2 separate regions of the Capsicum annuum genome follow, and region 1 is linked to region 2. Evidence: chromatin contacts called from public Hi-C data. All regions are on one chromosome and are shown on one strand. Each heading gives the region's core, a stretch centred on a gene start, on an enhancer-like site or on the middle of the called end of the contact. The rest is flanking DNA. Distances are from core to core; before and after follow the strand shown.

The links. Hi-C and Micro-C count contacts between places; a contact is called where the count stands out from the background.
Region 1: a contact with region 2 is called in a Hi-C map of leaf, with 4 times the contacts expected there. The contact joins the promoter of LOC107875450 here to the enhancer-like site in region 2. A contact is called at or near these places in 4 of 5 Hi-C or Micro-C datasets (bud, leaf and placenta).

What each region holds. Positions count from the first base shown.
Region 1 is chr6:224,466,055-224,469,290 of UCD10Xv1.1, reverse strand. LOC107875450 (gamma-interferon-responsive lysosomal thiol protein) reads left to right here and starts at 1,408. Exons shown (of 5, transcript XM_047414170.1): 1 at 1,408-2,096; 2 at 2,348-2,413; 3 at 2,553-2,708; 4 at 2,800-2,892. The coding sequence starts at 1,629.
Region 2 is chr6:224,431,101-224,434,806 of UCD10Xv1.1, reverse strand. LOC107875452 (rab3 GTPase-activating protein catalytic subunit) reads right to left here. Exons shown (of 23, transcript XM_047414168.1): 21 at 3,296-3,473; 22 at 3,000-3,211; 23 at 2,284-2,752. The coding sequence ends at 2,456. Among protein-coding and RNA genes, the nearest start is that of LOC107873802, 14 kb to the left of the region's middle. Within about 2 kb of position 1,691, at least 5 of the 5 cell types and tissues checked have an H3K27ac peak or open chromatin away from gene starts, as enhancers often do. A contact at or near this core is called in bud and leaf, where this site is marked.

The sequences.
Region 1 (3,236 bases), core at 159-2,658, 35 kb before region 2:
AATTTAAAAAATAACCGAACTATGTACTGAATCTAGAAAGTAATCAAAATAGGCTTAGTGCATGAGTTCGGAGCCAAAGGGCTCTTTTTTTTATCAAAAATTTCAAAAGGGACACTTACTTTCGAAAAAAACCAAAATGGACGAAACGCTGCGGGCCTTATGACTTACAAGTCGCCCGGGGCCCAGCGACTTACAAGTCGCCCGGAGCCCAGCGACTTGCAAGTGTTCACTATTCACCTCCTCCTTTTTTTTTTTTTCCATCCTTAACATCATCATTTTTACTCCTTTCTTTTCTCTTTCATTTTGACCGAGAACAATAATACTTACCCACTCAATAATTACATAAAAAAATATAATAAATTACAATAATTAACAACTTAAATTATTTAAATACATTGTGTGCTTTAGAGTGGAATTGTGAAGTGATGAAAATGAAGAATTATTTGTGTTTATGTTTTCTGGTCGTTGGAGAAAAAGAAAGATGATGCAATGTTCTCTATTCTTTTCTGATGCTCCCACAAAGAAAAGGAAAAATAGAGTAAATGTGAATGGTCTATGTAGTGTGGAATCTTTGAGTGGGTGAGTATTATTATTTTCGGTCAAAATGAAAGAGAAAAGAAAGGAGTAAAAATGATGATTTTAAGGATGGAAACAAAAAAAAAAAAGGAAGAGGTGAACAGTGAACACTTACAAGTCGTTAGGCCTCGCAGTGTTTTGTCCGTTTTGGTTTTTTTCGAAAGTAAGTGTCCCTTTTGAAATTTTTGATAAAAAAAAGAGCTCTTTTGACTCCAGACTTCTTAGTGCATTTTTTTTTTTTTTTGCACTAAATATATGTTTTTTTAACGGAATGAGATTCACAACGTCAATGAACAAGACGTCGTTGGGTAAACAAGACGAGTTTACACGTATATTCTATTTATCTCTATAATATGGTATTTTGGATGTCTAGAGTAGTTGGATTTTTATAAATCAACCATCATATAGATGCTAACTAAAGCACTCAGCACTCAACCAGTCTTAATTGGCTAATAAGGTTGTTCTCATAGTTTTATAACTAGTAAAGCCATCACTCCATTTACGAACAACTTGTTATCAGTGACGGAGCCAGAATTTTCATCGAAGGGTTCAAAAATAAATATACGGATTAGTCGAAGGAAGTTCAACATCTACTGTATATTCATAAAAATATTTTCGACCATATAAAAATAGTATTATAATTTAATTTTTCTATGAAGGGAGTTTGAATGAACTCTCCAAGCATTCGTATGCACACTACATATAAGCAGAGTAATTAAAAATTATATATTGACAACCCATTCAACTTTCATAAATTTAGACGTTTGTACTACAATTTATTTTAATTGAATACCTAAACATATAATGAAGTGTACAAGCTTTAAAAAAGCTGTTGCGCATGTTCTCAAGCTTCTAGGTAGTTAAGTCTTATACACATTAGTTTAAGTCGTCATAAAACCTCCAAGTCTTACAATTGTTAGTGGTGTGTAAAATTAAATTGGATGATATATATATTTAATGTTATTAACTTAACTATTTAATAGTCACTTAACAATAGACATAATTTTTTTTTATCTAAAACCAAAAGTGTCTTTGTAGAAATAGATTATCACATGTACAGGTGCTCAATTAGAACAAACTGTCTCAAAACGTCAATTTTCTGTTTCTTTCCAAATTCTACACTTCATGATGAATCATTTATATTACATAGACCTCTAAAGATACATTATTCCAAATTCCTCCTCCACTTGATAAAAAAAATTGGAATTGAACCAAAGTTTGGTAGACTCCATAGCATGGGCATGGGAATTGAGGGTCGTCAAGTTTTGGTAATTCTAGTGGTTTTGTATTTGTTACAACTAAGTTCAAATTATTGTTGTGAGAGTTGTACAGTTAGAGTTTCTGGGGAAGTAGAGAAGGTAAAAGTAGACATTTATTATGAGACACTATGCCCGAGCTCAGCCAAATTCATAGTGGATAATCTGCCCAAACTTTTTGACAGTGGACTCATCCATGTTACACAGCTCAAGCTTTTTCCATATGGCAACGCTGATGTTTTTAATGGAACCATCTATTGCCAGGTTTGTCTATGATGTGTGGTGCTCGATTTAATTAGGAATTTGACTAATTCAAATTTTAGCCACGTAACATGCACTTCATGTTATTTTCTCTATTTCTTAAATTCTAATGAACATGATTCGAGCTATTTGCCTTTTGACTAATTATTTTGCCATTATATGATCGTCTTGATTGAGTTTTGTCGAAGTACATATAAGCATATAATTGTGCACGTATCGAGATTTGACGAAATATTTGCCCTTTTTGTTTGCAGCATGGAAAACTGGAATGTTTGTTGAACACTGTACAGGCTTGTGCGATAGATGTGTGGACAGATTTGGTAAGTTATGTTATGTTATGTTGCTGTCAATTCATCAGTTGGTTGGTTATATGAATCTTTTGTACTTTGCTTTACCCTGGTCTAGTTGATAGTTTAAATACGAAATTCTAAATGCATATGAATAAAATTTCTGATGCAGAACAAATACTTGCCTTTCATTAACTGTATGGAAAACGTGGTGCTGGAAAGTTTTGTGTACAGAAGGCAGTATCCGCAGTGGAAAACATGTTATGAAAAGCTGAAATTAGATTCAACGCCTGTTACTGATTGCTTAAAAAGTGCGCGAGGGAAAGAGGTTAGCTTTCTTTGTTGATTGAATTTTCTGTTCTGTCTTCGTGTTAGTGTTTTTCCTTTTCTGATTCCGCGATTGAACGTGTTTTCTGCAGCTGGAACTCTTTTATGCTGCTGAGACACAAGCTCTTCAACCTCCTCACACATATGTTCCATGGGTTGTTGTTGATGGCCAACCGCTTTATGAAGTCAGTTAATTTGATCCATATTTCATATTTTTGCACTTTCAATAATTTTCATCTGTAGTCAGGAAATTTTGGCGGGTATGCTAACAAAGTCTCATATTGATAGCTGAAAAGAGAAGAATCTATATATAAAGTGTAATAATATTCTTGATGAATGGAATGTCCCATGTCGCTGAATGAATGAAATAATGTTCTCCTTATAAGATTGGGTCAATTCTTCTCCTCTTGACCTGACTTTTGGGGCGTGAGTTAAGTCAACCCTAACTTTATATGATATCAAAGTCTAGGCTGATGTGGGCCCCCAGGAAATTGGACAGCTTGCAGGGTGAAAATACCTTCGGTTCAGG
Region 2 (3,706 bases), core at 442-2,941:
ACCCACTTCATTTACTATTAGTGCGGTGTTGGTCATGATTAAGATATTAAAACACCAAATAGTTTAAGGTCAAAAGCAAACGTAGTTAGTGGAATCTAAACGTTCATATCGTTCAATGATCAATCAAATACTTTAGAGAAGAATGAATTTCTAAAACGCCTATATTCCTATAACTGTTGTTGCTCAACTTGTAACTTTTGAATAAAAAGGTGTTTCCCCTTTCTAATATGATTGATGCATTAAAAAAAGGAAAACACTATTTGAGGGAGAAGCATATAGCAATAGAAAGGAGCGTATAGGAGATTATATTCCCTTAATGATATGACCCTTCAATAGATTTGGATTCTTTAGAAGAGGGCCCATCATTATCATCATTTTTGTTACTTTTATTCCCATTTGTTCAAAGTAATTGCATTTAGCCACTGAAAGCCAGATGTTTCTTGGGTAGGGTCGTCCCCCCAAGTTCTTTTAGCTTTTTCTTTTGATAAGCACATTATTATAGCAATAAGAAGTCTGGAGTTTTTTTGTTTCTTCTTAATACTTTATTTCCTATATGGAAGGTGAACCTTGAAATAACTAACAACATTTTTACCATGTGATCATGAGGTCACAGGTTCAAGCCGTGGAAACAACCTTTTATAGAAACGGATGATAAGATTGGGTACAATAAACACTTGTGGTTCAATCCTTTTCCTAACCCCTGCGCATAGCGAGAGCTTTATTGCATCAGGCTTCCCTTTACTTCATTCCCTATATAGTAGTAATAACCTGCTCATCAGACCTTGCAGCTGGTCTTTTCTTTTTCCTCTTTTTTCCCCTCTTAGGCAGTAGAGATAGATAAAGAAAACTACTATATGGTATGAACATCCGTGGGAGCTTAACTTCATATCTTTCATGTAATCCTACAGTTATCTTTACAAGTTAAGTTCGGACTTGGTAGGGAGAGCCTAAGCCAGCCGAATTCGAATTAGTCGGGGGCCCTATGCTTACTGGACACCGGGTGAAACAGACTTGGCGCTGGGTTAGCCGAAAATCAAAGTTTATCCGATCCCTGAAAATTTTGCTTTTTATGATTATATCGGCAATAATCCAAAAAGTGGATTTATTTTGTTTGTTTCTCTTTTTTTTTTTTGATAACCGTGGTATCCGGATCAGCTTGCGCGCACCTTGACTAAATCCACGGGATACCTGCCACCTCCCACCAGCAACAGGCTAGAACAGATGTGAAGAAAACACCTAGTGTTTGTCTCTGCTGGGAATTGAACCTGAGACCCCATGGTACTCATCCCAACTTCATTGAATCACTAGGCCACACCCTTGGGTGCTTTTTCTCTTTTAAGAAAAGAAAAATCTTATTTCCCGACTCATTGTACATTTCAATTTGAATTAGGCATTCTGTGTCCAACTCCAAGCGGTCCTTACTACATATGCACACCGGAAAGAAAGTCGGACTTGGTGAAAAAACAATGGACGTACAATAAGCTACATATGGCCCGGGTCTTGTCTGTCAATTATAGAAACCGTCTAATTGGTTGAAAGTTGAAAAACGTAAAGAAACTTTATTCTATATGACGTCTTCGTTGGAGGGCAATTGATTAGAAAGAGAACTGAATGATTATGATTGATGATTGATGAAGCCCCTCTGGACCAAAAATATTGCAAAGTAGCAATGACTAATAGGAACTTATAAGAATGATAATAGGGACATGACATAGGCAAGAAAACTGAAGAAAGATCCCATCTCACAATCTCACTATCATCATACTGAAGTTCGGCGGCAGTAATTAAGGACAAAACTCATATGAACCATGGAGAACCTTAAGAAAATGATAATCATGGTGTCCCAGATAATTCTATGGTGATCCACCATGATTAAGACAAATAAAAAGAAATCACCTAGTGTTTTTTTGTCTCCTCTAAGATTTGAACATGAGACATATGGTTCTCCAACACACTTTATTGACCACTAGACCACACCCTTATGGGTCATCTGGTTGGTGGGATGCGATAGACAAAAGACATCCAATGGAATTAGCTGTCCCACCTTTTATATTAGATAGTTAATCCACCATCTTAGTACAAATGATCGGATAAGATAAATCTGAGATTAATTAATACCCATAACCAATGCGGGATAGCATAATCCCACATTTTATCCCGAGATTATTATCCTTGTCACACCAACCAAATGACAGCTCATGTGCATAATTTTTTTTCATAACCCCATGGAAAACCATGAAATCATTTCCAGTAAATTCTCTTAAGAAAATTTGGACACAGCAAGAAAAAAAATCTGTATTTCGAGGAAAGGCAGAAAAGATGTGACAACCAAGAGCCTTTTCAAACAAATTAGAAAATTTAATAGCATGTACCAATGGAACACGAATGAGAAGAATGGCTGGATATACTAACAAGAGAAACGACAATAATATACCTGGTTCCTTTACTGATGAAACTAGTCACAAGAGGCAACTGCCAGTGCCACACTCAGATCATTTGAGGTTCCGCTTATGTACATTCTGTATGTTTCTAGTTCTTGTTGGTAACCCCTTGGAGCATGACTAGCATAGTAATTTTCACTGAGGTGATCACGTTTGGAAAATATGATCTCTCTCAGTGTTGGTTCATGGCCATTGAGAAGATTTCCCATGCTTAAGACTTTCCTCCATGATTGATTCACAGTAGGCGGAGTGAACATGCTTGCAACTACCTCTCTCTCTTGTCGTTTAACTTCTTGTTTCTTATCAAAATCCTAACATAACAAAGTTGCACCGTATAAAATGAGAAAGAAAGAGATAGAGGCACAGGTAAATTTAGCCTGGTTTATGGAAATAATACATTAAAACGACATCTTCAGCCACAAAAGCTAAAGTGAGGGGCCGAAAGTACATGTAGTTAATCAAGTTAAGAAATTTGTTAATAACTCTTGATCAAAATATCAATCTCTCATTCTAGATATACCAAAAGAGAGAAAATAAGAGATGTAAAATATACTTTACCTTTTTCTCATCACCACCAATTGATGTTGTTCCCATTTTTGGTAGATAGAAGTTGTAGTAGTCATTAAAAATGGATTCTGATAGACGTGGTGCTTGCAAGAACTTTTGATGAAGAGATGCAGCGAATGTTATCAAATTCTCAACATGTGCAAAAATTGTACAGAGACGCTTCAGGTCTTCAATATCTTCAGTGCTGACAGAAAGACTATTTTCTGCAACAAAAACGGCCAATCTATTAATTTACAAGCTCTTAAAACCCACTGCAACTCGATAGCATACTAGAACAAAAAATATACTTCGCAAGCATCTGAGAGTGGCTGCCATAGTGAGGTAAAGTTGTCCAATTCTGGTGGCCAGCTGCTTTAGACCGCCAAATGATGTTCTGTTTAATGTGTCGGCCGCTGCTTTAAAAGCAGTAGAAACCATTTGTCCCAACAATTCATACGGACGCAGTGTTTCCAAATAATGAAGAGCCTACACGAATTAACGATAAAATTAATTCCAAGCAAATCAAGAAGTTACTCAAAGAAGGCGAGATTTTCAACGGATTGACCAAAGTCAAACTACAAAAACATTTTGCAATTCAACTTCCCCCCCGCCCTATCATTATTGGTCCTTCTATGCCCTCAAAAGCCTCCCCAGCAGGAAACCCTGACCTGAACTCTCAGGTCACTAACAATACAACTGTTCAAGTCAGAGACAAAGCT